3 separate regions of the Ovis aries genome follow, and all the other regions are linked to region 2. Evidence: chromatin contacts called from public Hi-C data. All regions are on one chromosome and are shown on one strand. The core of a region is the stretch at or near the end of the contact, and the rest is flanking DNA. Distances in the headings are between cores, read along the strand shown. Region 1 holds the start of TMSB4X (thymosin beta 4 X-linked). Region 2 has its middle 100 kb from the start of TMSB4X. Region 3 has its middle 16 kb from the start of TLR8.

Evidence for each region. Hi-C and Micro-C count contacts between places; a contact is called where the count stands out from the background.
Region 1: a contact with region 2 is called in a Hi-C map of liver, with 3 times the contacts expected there. The contact joins the promoter of TMSB4X here to the enhancer-like site in region 2. A contact is called at or near these places in 9 of 16 Hi-C or Micro-C datasets (blood, hypothalamus, liver and 2 more).
Region 3: a Hi-C map of liver shows a contact between it and region 2, with 5 times the contacts expected there. The contact joins two enhancer-like sites. A contact is called at or near these places in 3 of 16 Hi-C or Micro-C datasets (blood, liver and skin fibroblasts).

The regions. Positions count from the first base shown.
Region 1 is chrX:11,014,927-11,019,256 of ARS-UI_Ramb_v3.0, reverse strand. It overlaps TMSB4X (thymosin beta 4 X-linked), which reads right to left and starts at 1,759. Exons shown (of 3, transcript XM_042241565.1): 1 at 1,549-1,759; 2 at 545-658; 3 at 1-123. The coding sequence starts at 1,552. The coding sequence ends at 89.
Region 2 is chrX:11,116,546-11,121,305 of ARS-UI_Ramb_v3.0, reverse strand. No RefSeq gene overlaps it. Among named protein-coding and RNA genes, the nearest start is that of TMSB4X, 100 kb to the right of the region's middle. Within about 2 kb of position 2,900, at least 18 of the 54 cell types and tissues checked have an H3K27ac peak or open chromatin away from gene starts, as enhancers often do. A contact at or near this core is called in liver and tail adipose tissue, where this site is marked.
Region 3 is chrX:10,999,344-11,004,060 of ARS-UI_Ramb_v3.0, reverse strand. No RefSeq gene overlaps it. Among named protein-coding and RNA genes, the nearest start is that of TLR8, 16 kb to the right of the region's middle. Within about 2 kb of position 3,335, at least 17 of the 54 cell types and tissues checked have an H3K27ac peak or open chromatin away from gene starts, as enhancers often do. A contact at or near this core is called in liver, where this site is marked.

The sequences.
Region 1 (4,330 bases), core at 510-3,009, 100 kb after region 2:
CATCTTACAAAGTTAAACAGCTAAAAGAAGTAAAATAAGAAGGCAATGCTTGTGGAATGTACAGTGCATACTGGCGGCACACGCTGCATTACGACTCGCCTGCTTGCTTCTCCTGTTCAATCGCTGTGACCGGAAAGAAAAAGAAAAAAGATGGAGCGGGTGAAGATGCGAATTCAGTATAGCGTAACATAGGATTATAGCCCTTTCTTCTGAAAAGATCTCTCCTTATCATACAAATTCTATCAAGTACCAATAGGCATTCCATCATGAAATGCTTCTACGAAACAGAACATTTTTACAGATAAAAGGATACCGGCATCTGCATATTAATATGGAAAATTAAACACTGCATTAAATTATTAAACCCTATTGTTTGTTGGCTGCAGCAGTTTTAAATTAACCTTTGCAAGCCACCAGAATCAAAAAGCTGTTGACTCCTCCCGCACTCCCTACCCCCACCTCAATTCTTCTCCCAGCCCCTCCCATCCTCTCCTACCCACCCGGCCACTCCCGCTCAGCCTTTTCGAAAGGGGGGGTGTCTTACTTTCTTTCGAAGGCAGTGGATTTTTCTCTTGCGTTTCCGTTTTCTTCAATTTCGACTTATCGAACTTCTCAATCTCAGCCATATCGGGTTTGTCAGACATGGTTGCAGAGGGCGCTGCAGGTACAAAGCCAAGAGGTTGAGGGTGAGCCACCTACCCCTCGTCTTTCTGGGCTCAGAAAATGCGTTCTGCTTTCCTGTCTCCTGCCTGAAGACGCACTTTTAACTCCTTCCACTTTCATTCAGGGCTAAACATCTTCCTCTTTCTACAGGAAAAAAAAAAAAAAAAGAGCGCTTTCCCGCTGCCTTTAGGATTTCAAAACGCGAGGGGCCAAATTGGGAAGACCGCCCACGTTAGGAGGCGGAATCTCTCGCAAGCGTGAAATTAATCACCGCCGATTAATGGCGGCGTTTCAACATAAAAGTGAAGTCATTTCAAGTTTAAGGGGAAGAAAATCGAGTAAGATTTCTGAAAATGAAGCCAAGGCTGCACAAAATGTTTTTTTCTATACTTGGCCTCTTCCCCAAAGATGCGAGCCGTGCGGCTTTCTTTTCTTCTCACAAAGGCGGCAGCTGCGGCCGGGCGCCACCGACCACCGCCCTCCCCGCTTCCTCCCTCTCGCCAACAATGCAGCCAGCCGCACACAAAGCTAGATCGATTAGGATCTCCATTTAGGAGCAATTCGGCAGCCCTGCACACGTCCCCCTGCAAGAAGGACCTTTTCCAGATTTCATAATATAGCCCCGCAGCCCTAAACCTAACAGATACAGCCCACGAAGCCACCGGAGGCGAAGAGAAATAACTGTGAGTCTGAAGCTCCGGGCTTGGGTGGGTGTGAATTGGAACAAAGGATCTTTCTATTCCTGATTCATCACCGCCTAAGAGGCTATGCAGAATGCCTTTGAGGGTAGGAAAGAGAAAAAAACTATTCCCTTCCAAACGGCAATAGCAAAAAGCCAGTTTTTAAAAACATATTTAAGAGTCACCGAATTCCCGACCCCGTTACCCATCTGAACGGTCTGGCATTCCCCATGCTCCCGAAGAGCAGCATTTTCCCAGACGACCCCTCGCGCTGGGTTTCGGGGTTGCGGGCGGCGAGGGGGCGAGCGCGGGGCGGGAAGGGGTGCGGAGGGCAGGAGGTAGAGGGCCCCGGGGCTCACCGGAGCGAACTGCGAGCGAATGAAGTCGGGTCTGCGCTGTGGCCGCCGCCGAGTGCCGAACGGGGCGCGGCGGGCGCAGCTATATGCGCGCTCCTATGCAAATGGAGTGACGTCATCTGCCCGCCCGCTTAACTCCTTAGCGCCGGGTTTCGTCTCCGGAACGGCGTCCGGGGCCTGCATGGCGTTGGGGGGGCCCCGCGTCCACCCATGCACCAAGCCACGACGAGGGCGGCAAAATAAAGCGCGTAAAGCGCCCTCTCCCCGCCGCACTTCCTTCGTAACGTATCCCCCACCCCTTTATGTCGGTTCTAGCTGCGTGGATTTTTGCAGCGGCCGCGAAAACCGGCCCCTGGGGATCCGAGCGTGATAACTAAGGGCCTGGGTGGTACCTAGCGGGACAGGCATTCCTTTACTGTGAAACTGCCTTTGTCCGTGGCAGACATCCCCCAGCCGGGGTGCAGTATGCCTCGCCCCGCGGCCTCGCCCACTTGCAGGGCTGCGATTCCTGTGACTCAGCTTTCAGACCAGTGGAAGCCCTACGCCCCACCCTGGCCCTCTTTGTCTCGCTAGCATTCTCCTAGACTTGACTGAGAAGTAAAGCACCCTTAAGTGATTTTTTAAAAGAAAATTTTCTCACTGAAACACGCCTATTCTTTTTCAATGCTGTAATTGTGGTGGGCACCCAAACCAAATAACCGGAGTATTTGCGAGTTGGTAGTGAATTTTTCGGGGTTTATTGAGTACGTCGCCTCCCTCTTAGAAAAATTAAGTCTCAAGTTCAAGCTCTGCTATTGACTTGCTGCCGGACCAGGGGGAAGTTCCTTTACTTTCCTGTTCCTTATTTCCCTAAATTATAAAAGTGATTGCCAAGGAGGCCCGGGTACAAGGCCAAAGGCTGCGATCCCATTATGTCTAAAACCTGAATATTAAATTGAAAAGGCGAACTCTATTTCGAAGGGAGTCTTTTGAGCAGGATTCCATTTTGAGGTGCGTATCTGAGTTATATCCGGAAACATGGGAGCTCGAGGTAGACTGGAGCAGTTTTCAAAATGGCACCTGACTCTGTGAACACGAGGGACCCCCGCCCCTTGCGGCTGAAACAAGTTACAAATACCATGGGGGTGGGGCTGCCCAAGGCCTGTGAAGGGGAAAAAAGCCAGGTTGGGTTTTCAGATAAAGCAGTTAGCGCAATGCTGCCCCACTCCTTCTCCCTCAGAAAATGTTTCTAGAAACCTCTTATTAATCTCGTTTATGGCCGAGGCTTTTGTCTCACTGGGGATTAAAATCAATTGTTCTATAGACTCTTAACAGCCACTGCAGGAGCACCTCCGACTTCCCCATTTCTTCATCCACTAGACTTCCTTCTTCGTGGTGGGGGGCAGGTGACCGTCTGGTTCCCCAGTTCCTGCTCCGTCGGCGGGCAGCCATTCTGCTCCCGAACTGGGGGCACTGAGCCTTCAGGCAGGCACAGGATGTCACCTCTCTGGTTCCGCGTCCCTCTGACCTTCCCCTAGTTGACTGGTTGGTGAGTCCACTTCATCGTGGAAACTCAGGGTGGATTTGGGGCCCTTTTCAGTGGCAGCTGCTGCGTGCCAACACCATTTCTCTGGGGTTTGGAGAGTCCAGTTCCCCTCACCCAGCCGCTGTCAAAAATCACTTCTTTCCTCCTCAGTCTCCTGATCACAAGGGGACGCCACTAAGGCTCCCCACTTCTCCCTGAGACCTTCTCCTCAGAGAGGGATAGGCCTTGCAGAGGCAATGCAGAAGTCTGCAGAAGCCTGGAGCATTTTTCCAGTTAGGTAATGGCAGCTTTCCTGCTGCCTGTCTGTCTAGATACCGATAGAAAGGAAGGGAGAGTGGGAGGCGGCTCTCTAAAAGGAAGAGAGGGCCGAGTGTTGGCCCTGACGTCCTGACTTGCCTGGGGTGCTAGAAAGAATGGAAGGGGCAGCAGGAGGCAGATGGAAGCAAATGCGAACTCAAGGAATATTCTTCAGAGTTGTGTGACCCTGGCCTATGAATTCTGTGTTTTCTAGTCTGTGAAATGGGCTTGGTCAGTCCTTAACCTCTCAGGGTTGCTGGGAGACCAAAATGCTTCAGACAGTGTGTGACACTGTTGTTATTGTTTTGCTTTATATTATTATTATTTAGGATGGAAGGTTGAGAGGAAAAAAAAAGATTAGTGTTTGGAATTGACTGCATATTTTGTATTAGTTCTTTGTCTTATAAAGGACCAGTTGACTGAGATTTTCATGGGATCTTTTGCTAATTTTTCAGCCGATAAAAAATAATTCTGGGCAGGCATTGTAATAGGGGCTTTACATGTGTTTTCACCTTTCCTGCCCAGGGACTTTCCATGAGGAGAGATTTACAGGTGGGGAAACTGAGGCTTAGAGATCCAGGGCTGTGAAAACTCAGCCAGTAGCAACTCTGTGGTACTTATGCTGAGAAAATTCTTCAGCCCCAGACCCCAAGTCTGCACCTCAGACCCATCAGGAAGAGCGTGGGGCAAGCTGTCTTGTTTCCCACAATGTCTGGTTATGTAGTAGTTGCTTAGTTAACAGTGAAAGACGACCTGGGACTAACTGGCGCCTGACTCAACTCCACTCTGCCCCTGTGACTCAGGCCACT
Region 2 (4,760 bases), core at 1,651-4,150:
TGAAGGCCTGACAGAATGTGTAGGGATTCCTGTTTCTAAGCATCAGACCTAGCTTTGAGATGCTTGACCACCAGGCAGTAAAAAGTAACATTTCAGTAACATTCCTCATAGGCTGGAGAAAGCACACATTCTCCATGGGTTGAGCACCCACCCTATGTTTGATGCCTTGGGAGGCTTCACAATCAGTCAAACCAGGTTCTGAATTTCTGGGTGCTTACAATCTAGTATAGGGCCTATCGCACATACGATGATAGAAAACTGAGGTAGAAAGTAACAGGTGGCTCCAGAGAGGTTGAAACCAAGCACAGAGATTAGCAGTGATTTGCTCAGCCTTTACTGGAAATTGTTGGTGGAGAGGGGCGGAAGGAAGGTAAGTGCCATGTTTTCACAGGTGACGGTAACTGAAAGGGAGGGTAATACAAGGACAATGGCCATTCTCCCCCTCAAATCCTACCCCAGAAGGGCTCTGGCTTTGTCTGTGCTGGAAAAGTTTGTCCCTCAGCCTCAACTGATCCACATGGGGGCTCAAGGACTATCAGGGTATTTTAGTTTCCTAGATCTGCTGTACAAAATTTTCATAAACTTGGTGGCCTAAAACAACATAAATTTATTCACATGGTTCAGGAGGCCAGAAGTTTCTAGTCAGTATCACTGGGCAAAAATCAAGGTGTCATAGCATCATGCTCCCCTTGGAGGCTCTGGGGGAGAATCTGTTCTTTGCTTCTTCCAGCTTCTGTTGACTGCCTGCATCCCTTGGCTCGTGGCCCCATCTCTCCACATGAGCAGTCTTCTCAATTTAGCCCCTCGTGTTTTGAAATCATGTGTCATTCCTTCCCCTCTCTCCTTCATATAAAGGCACTCACAATGGCATGTGTGGCCCACTCAGATAATGAGGGATCATCTCCCCATGTCAAGACCCTTAGCTTAACCACAACCGCAAAGACCATTCTTTTCCTTCATATTGGCTAACAGTTACAGGCTCCAGGGATTAGGACCTGACCTTTGTGGGGCATGACGTAGCCTACTACCTAGGGTCAGCCCCTACCTTGGTCCTGATGACTGTAACCAGAGGTGAACACTGACCTCTCTCTGTCAGGAACAAAGATGCAATGAGTTAAAATGTGTAGGGATGGCTCTGCCTTCTGCCTAGTTGTATGGGCTGCTGGCTTCCTGGTTGCAGAATGTCTCTTTGAAGAAGCCCCAAGTAGGGCTCCTTCAGAGCTGTGGGTGGGATGCACCGAACCAAGACTCTCATGCAGGCTTTCTCACCACAGCACTAGTGACACCTGGCGCCACATCACTGTTTGTGGTGGAGGATGGGGGCTGCCTTATGCACTATAGGCTGTTAAGCAGCATCCCGTGTCTCCACCCACTAGGTGACAGTAGCACCCTCTCCACCACTGTGACAACCCAAAATGTCTCCAAACATGGCCAAATGTCCCCCAGGGGGCCAAATTGCCCCAGCTGAGCACCGCTGCTCTGCAGGCAGGACGTGGGGGCCCGTGTGGTCACAGGGGAGGTTGGGCTACCTGGCTACCTCCCTCCTCTTCCTCAGTTTTGAGAACACAGATGGACCATGTTGCTGGGTCTCTGCTGTAGCCCCTGTATCTCTAGAATCACTGAGGACGACCTTCTAGAGGGGGTTTCCTGAGACTGGGGCCCTGGGTGGCAGGCTCCTCTCTGACCAGACAATTCTGGACACAATCTCCTAGGGGAATCACTGAGAACTTTCCCACCCTCAGGCCTGAGACAAGCTGAACAACCTCACCACTTTCCTTCCACAGGGTCCTGAGAGCTGGAGAAGGTCAATGTCTTAGAGATGGGGGTCCATGGCACCATTCTGGGGCTTCCCTGGTGGCTCAGATGGTAAAGAATCCGCCTGCAATGCAGAAGACATGGGTTTGATCCCTGGGTCGGGAAGATCTCCTGGAGAACTAAACGGCAACCCACTCTAGTATTCTTGCCTGGATAATCTCATGGACAGAGGAGCCTGGCTGGCCTCAGTCCATGAGGTCGCAAAGAGTTGAACACGACTGAGCAACACACAGGCCTCTCTGTTCCTACCTGTAAACACAGGAAAACATGTCAATGAAGTAGAGCGACAGAGCATTAAGGGTGAGGGGCGTGGGCAGCTGACGGCTGCAGTGGCCACTAACCTCCACTGCTTATTAACTCGCCTAGACCCCTTGGGAAAGTTTTTGTAAAATGTGGAGAAGCACAGGATCTTTGTGGGACTGTGGTGAGACTGAAATGAACAGTGCATATAAACTGGCTGATAAATATTAATATTCACTGGAAAAAGACAGAATGCAGTTTATCCTATTTGTGTCATTATCGCTCTACAAGATTTGATCATGCTTTTTAAATCAACCCTTAAGCAGAAACTTTAAAGGATGCATTTATTTCCCAGAGGCTCTGAGGAACGAGTCCCCTCACATCATAGATAAAATGCAGTAAAGCCTGTGACATGCCTTCCACATCCCCATCATCTCCTAAGCCACCTCTGGTTATTTAAACAAACCTAGTTTCTGTTTTCCATGTATTTTCAGGTAAATGCTATAAAGCCAGAAACTGCGATGGAAACTTTTAAAAATAAATAAATAAAAGTAAAAATTAAATTTTCTACACTGGCTCCTTTCTTCACTTTGAAGCTGCCCTGGACATTGGCGGGCAGGCCCAAAGGCATCAAGATAAAACGTCTTTCATAACGGGGAGAGACACACGCATACTTCTCAAAGCCTTGCTATTCAAGTGCATGTATTATAAATCTAGTTGAATGAAGCAAGATTACAGCCAAATATGGGCAGAAGAGGCTGCGAAACCTCAAATGTGATTGGCTTTTCTCAGTGCCCCAGAAAGAACATTGTGGTTTCAACGTCAGCCCCAGGAAGTCTTGAAATCAACCAAATGGTGTTTCGAACTTGCTTCTCATTATTTCAACTGGGGCCCCATCGCTATTGGCCACCAGAGGAGCTGAACCCCGGATCAAGGCTGACATTTTCAACCCTTGTTTGACAAAACATAATTAGCAGAAAAGCCACACCCCAGTGTCGGCGACATTTGAGTCTCTTTTTCGATCCCAGTGTTGAGTTGAATTTCAGTTTTCTTTCTTGCCACGCTGCCAATTTGTATTGCTGTAAGCCGACCAGCTTAAACACTCTGCAAAGCCAGCTACAGTTCAGCTGGTTTTCAAAGCTCCATTTACAAAGGCCAGTGCTTGTAAAAGGCTGTGGACCGGGTAGCTTCAGCTGGCCCCTCTCAGCGATGGCCTGAGATGATAAAATGCCTTGCAGTTTAAATTTCCGCCAAGTGTTTTAAAACATTGGCATTTGTTCCAAGCCTTGTGTAATTCTTTGTTATCGGCAACACAAGCACTCTCTTTGCTCTTGTGATCAGATCACGGGTCTCTTGCACAATCACCCCCAGGAACTCTGAAAGGATGCAGGCTGTTAACCCCAATCTGGTTCTGTGAGCAACCCAAGACCTCCTTAGACAACTATGCCATGGGCTAGGACTCCCTATCAACCATTTGCACACACTTTTGGGTCTCCTCCTTTAAACCTTTGATAAGAACCAGTTCAACCCCAAGGATCCCTTGGGAAGGTGATGGGTTTTATTATCCCCAGGGGAAAAACACTGATGCAGTCAGTTGTGGCCAGAAGCAAAAGAGGATGAGGACCAACCCTGAGCTGCCCAGTACATGGGGTGCACCAACTGAATGACCTCAAAGGTCAGCTTGTACATTTGCTTCCCTTTATGCCAGAGCTCATTAGGAACGCATGTGCCCTCCCCTTACTGAAACCTCAAACCCTCACTGGCTACCCTGTCATGAACCCTGACTTGAGTAAAGAAGTATGGCTTCGGAGGACCTAAGGGAACTTTTGGATGAGGTATATATCTCACTCACGTTCACGTTGAGGGTATTTTGTGTCAGTCTCTTTGGTAAAGTCAGTCATTCTGCCGAAATGGTCCTGGAAGGGTCATTTCCTTCTAAAACTACCTTAGGAAGCACCCTCAGCTGCACTTCTGATCAGTTTTCCTCTTGGATCTTGAAATTCCTGATTGAAAAGCACAAACCAGCTCCTTCGCTTGAGACACTGCATGGGCACTATTAGTCCTCAGTATCAAGGATCATTTGACAATAAAAATAAAGAAAACTTTAAGTGACTGTAAACTGGTATAGCCATTTTGGACAGTGATCTGACAATCTGCATCAACAGCCTCAAAAGTATTTACACTGTTTGTACTTGGAATTTTTATTTCCAGGGTCCTATGCTTGGCCAATATTCGGAGAAACAGGCTAAAGTCTCTGAAAAGAGATGTTCATTACAGTGTTGTTTATCCTGGAGAAAAATTGTAGACCTTTGGAGCATCCCCCAATAGTAATTTTTAAATACATATGGCATGTTCTTACAGTGAACATAGCCATCAATAACCAGGTTGTAGGAGATGGGGGGTAATGTAGCTAAATGACCTCATGACATGAGAAAAGGAAACAAAATTACATATCCAGAATAACCTAGGTTTGTAAAAGAGGGACAAGTGTTTATGAAAATATGCAGACGTAGAGAAAAGACACTAAAAGGAAATACTTCAAAATATTAACAGCAACTTTGGCTTGGCTGAGGATGAAGTTCATAAGGGCTTTCTGCCTTTGTTGTCATCATCGTGCTCTTCCGTGTGTTTCAAATTCCCTATAGGTCTTAAGAATTGTTTAAAAATCCATTTAGAAAAAGAATATCCTTGGTTAATGAATAACG
Region 3 (4,717 bases), core at 2,086-4,585, 120 kb after region 2:
CCCCTAGGGCCTCCTGCCAGCCCTGCCCCACCGGGTCCTCTGAAAGAGGAGGGAGGGGGAGGGGAAGGAGCCGGAGAGGGGGGCGGTGGGGGCGGTGGGGAGAACTCTGGCATCAGGGGCAGCAGCCCAGAGGAGGCTGCAGACAGCCCAGCAGATGGGAGCCACCAACAGCACAAACAGGCCTGCGAGGCTTGGAGCTGGTCCACCAATCATGCCCACGATCAGACCCAGAGCTCCTGTGTTTCAAGACAAACGAGCCAAAAGACTTCCCTGTGCTGCCTAAGGCCCAGCGGGATCTGTGCATTGAGCTGAGGCTCCTCCTCCTGCAGAGGCTGGCCCCAGCCCGGGCTTCTGGTGGCCGCACAAAGGCAGGATTGAGAACTGGCAGCCAGGGAGAGCCGGCTCCTGGGGACACAGAAAGTTTCTGTCCTCTCGCCCCTCAGTGCCTTCCAGCTCTCGTGGGGCAGAGAACGGCTGCGAGAGGCCACCAAGCGCCAGGCAGCATGCTCACACGCCCACAGGGCGCCCGCCCTTGCAGACTTCTCTTCCTAATGGACTCGATGGACAGTAAATTTACTTCAAATAAAGCACATTCGTTTTAAGTTTCCGTCCATGGATGTGGATGACCATGTGCACCAGTGTCACCATCATCCCAGTTGCTGGAGATACAAAATATTTCCGTGGCCCTAGAAAGTTCCTTGCCTCTCGGCCATTTGAGAGACTTGGCTTTAAATGACGCCCTCCTGGGTGAAGCTTTGACTTCCTGAAGCAGAAGGCAGTTTCCCCACACCCCCTGCCTCGGGAAAATCTTCTGTTGTGACGATTGCTCCCCTTGTTGCCATCTGTCTGCTTGCTCCCTGTCAGGCCTGTTTCCTTAGGGCGGGCCTAGGTTTTATTTCTGTTTCTATCTCTGGGACAGACACCTATCAGCCCTGAGGGAATAAGGCTTGCTGAATGCTTCCAGGGCAGAGTCGAACCCTGCAAGTAGGAAGATGATGAATCCAGATAGTTCCTCTTCCAAGGCAGGTAGAGATCGGGTCGTCTTCCCCTCTCCCCTGTGACCTGGCTCAACGCAGATTTCTGATCTTTCAGTGGTCTCTGTTCATCAGGAGCCTGTATCAGTAAACAAAAGAAGTTTCGAGCATCAAGCCCTAAGCCCCTGCACCCGCCCCAAGCTGTGCAACTGAGGGGATTCAGGCTGGAGACAAGCAGGATACTGGCCCTGAGGTGCACATCAAAGGAATGATTTCAGTGAGCCCAGACTCTTGTATCTTCTCATACTTAGGAAAGCACCAAATTCATTAACTGGAGATGTCTGGTTTTCTTTATCAGTAATCTTTTGACGTGCTGACTACTTGGCATTTTTGCATAAACTACTATATTTCCTGGCTCCTCCCTTACCTCTTGAGAGCACTTCTGCAGAGTGATTTGAGAGGCTGTGATCTGGGCCTAAGTCCTCAGTTTGTCCACTGAATTCTCAACTTTTAGGTTGTGCTTTCTCTCTCTCTCTCTCTCTCTCTCTCTCTCTCTCTCTTTATTTTTCAGTCAACAACCCCATGTGGGAGGACCAGCCCATGAGTCCTTCTTTCCAGGACAAGCAAAAGGCTTAATCCACCCTCGTGACCATAGTGTCAGCTGATGGTACCTTCATTCCCACTGACAACAGAGAAGTAATAATAAAGATGATATAACTTATATAGATGCTTCTGATCTTCAGTGTCATTCAGGATCATTGTAGAAAATCTGGAGAATATGATAACTGACATTTATGGGCTGCTTATCAAGCATGCCAGGGACCAATTCAAGCAATGCTCATTTCATTTTTAGAACAAGGTAATGTGGTAGGCATGACGTAAGAACTAGCATTGTTAACCACCCCCCGCCACACACACACACACACACACACACACACCCACCCACCCACCCACCCACCCACCCACCCTTCATAGAAAGGAACCACCTAACTTGTCCAAATCCCATGGCTAAGAAGTGGGAGCTGGGATCTCAATCCAGGCATTTGGGCGTGAGGTGGGCCACTACCCAGGCCCCTTCCAAGTGTAAGAGAAAACTCTGGGAGAGATTCGGAAGAACACTCCTTTTTTCATTCATTTTCTGATTTTGTTTTAACTGCATAGTTTCTTTCCTCTGAAATTGACAATTATTGTCATATGATATAATTACATACAAGGAACACAATCAAAGAACTGATAATACCTCTGGAAACTGGAATATTCAGAGGGAAAAATCCAAATTGAGAAATAAGTGAATGTATAGCCAGTGACAGCTGTTCTTTTCAGGAAGTGAAATCAATTTTTGTCTTCTCAAAGAATTTCTTCTTCCTGAAGAAATGTATCCTGTTTACTACGGGCTCAAAGGCTAAGTGTGTGTAGGTGATGACACCCCAAGACAGGCCTGAGGTCCCCCAAATGAGAGGCCAGGTCATCAGGCCTCAGCAGCTTTTCCTTTTCCCCCTATATGCAGATGGTAACCCAAACTCATCATTTTGACTTGCCTGAGCTTGGGAAGATCCCCTGGAGGAGTGCACGGCAAACCATTCCAGTATTCTTCCTGGGAAATCCCATGGACAGAGAAGCCGGGCAGGCTATAATCTATAGGGTCACAAAGAGTCGGACATGACTGAAACGACTTTGTGCGTACACATACACACACACACACAGAAGTTGTACATTTCTCCCCATTTCCCTGCCTCTGCCCCCAGAGCCCCTCATCATTGTGCTCCTAGGGTGTCATCAGAACAGCTTCCTCCAGTCCATGCTCATGCCCAGGGCTGCCCTGTTCCACACAGCCCCTCAGGAGAGTTCTCTGACCTGTGTCTACATCACCTCCTGCGTCTAAACCTTCCAGTATGTTTCGAACGTATGCTATTTACCAGCATGCTTCTGCTTCCTGCAAGTCCCCAGACCTGCAGTCACAAGGGTACCTCATCCCTCATGCATATTCCTCTCCATTGCCTCCACTTCCAGATCACTGCATACACCATTCCCGCTGCTAAGAATGCACGAGTCTGGGGGGTGGGGTGGGTTGCAGGGGGAGGAAGGCTCAAGAGGGAGGGGACATAGATAGGATTCTGACGGATTCCCCTTGATGTGCAGCAGAGAGCACCACAGCATTGGAAAGCAATTAGCCTGAGGGAAAAAAAAGCATGCTCACTTCCAACCTGTAATTGTCCTGACTCTGACAAGCCATGTAACTATAAAATAAAAATAATGGTGAAGGGCATAGAACAGGGTGGGCAACACTAGGAGTGAGCAATAAATGAGACACATCTTTTCACTCTGTCTCACACAAGAGGAAACAGAGCCTCAGTGAGTTCATCAGCAGCCCATGGATGTCACGTGACAGAAAGTGACGCAATTCACTTTCACTTCTCTGTGAATGTGAACTTTCCTACGTAGCCCTGACTTTTCTCAGCACGTGATCACATCTGCTCTCAGTGCATTAACTGTGTGACAGTAGCCAAGACCTGTTCATACCTTTTTTACTCCTTTTTATAAAGCCTTGAAAGTAATCCAAGCACACAGCTGGCATTTCTCACATTTGATAAATGAGGGCAGAGTAAATAAGTGACTAGCCTAAAGGCTCAAATCCAATTATCAGCTTTGCTGAGACAAAGATGGCGACATCAGAGTCTGGGGCTCCTATAACTCATTCATAACGCTGTCTGGAACCAGAACCTTTCTTCCTCCCTGCAGATTGCCCAACAGGACACACACTGGTCTGGGGGAAAGGCTACTTCTGGGGCTGATGGGTAGGTAGTCTCGATCTTTCCTGCAGCTCCCAGACTGCACTGAGGGAAGTGAGGGTTGGGAGGGAGGTAGCTCTAGACGCTACCAAGAGATGCTTTTAACTGTCGTGCAGCTGTGACAGCCCAGCCCTATGATTCTTGGTGATGATGAGGTACAGTAATATTGCTAATATCAGAGTCTAGCATTCATTCACACATTAATTTCACTCTGAATCGAGTTACTATGCTCTGGTCTTGGGAAAGTACCACGCTGGCAGAAAGTGATGCAAAAGTGAGGAGCAAACTCTCTTGCTGTCAGGGATTAGGGAGAAGACGGACAGGGAGGCCAAGAATTATAACCATACTGGAGAGGGAAATGGCAACCCACTCCAGTGTTCTTGCCTGGAGAATCCCAGGGACGGGGGAGCCTGGTGGGCTGCCGTCTATGGGGTCGCACAGAGTCGGACACGACTGAAGTGACTTAGCAGTAGCAGTATACCAGAGGGCCCCAAGCTCCGGGTCACAGACCAGTACCACCTGTCAGATGAGCTGCAGCACTGGATTAGAAGCAAACCTAGTGCGCCTGAATCATCCGGAAACCATCCGGAAACCATCCCGAGATCATCCCGCCCTCTCTCCGGTCGGAAAACTGTCTTCCACGAAACCAGTCCCTGGTGCCAAAAAGGTTGCGGACCTACATAAACGCTAAAAGCCAGGTATTACGAGAAACTCAGCGGGTAAAAGCAAAGGTATAGAAAGGGTGAGAGGGGAAAAAAAAAAAAGCCTCTCCCAGACGGTGGAAGCCAGTCCACTGTATTCCCTTCCGACGGCTGCTGTAGCAAATGACACGATTTCGGCGGCTTAAACACCACAAATATATTCTTACAGCTCTGGACATCAGAAGTGCCTCATAGGTCTCACGGGGCCACAGTCAAGGTGCTGGAGGGGTGTGTTTCTGTCTGAAGACGCTAG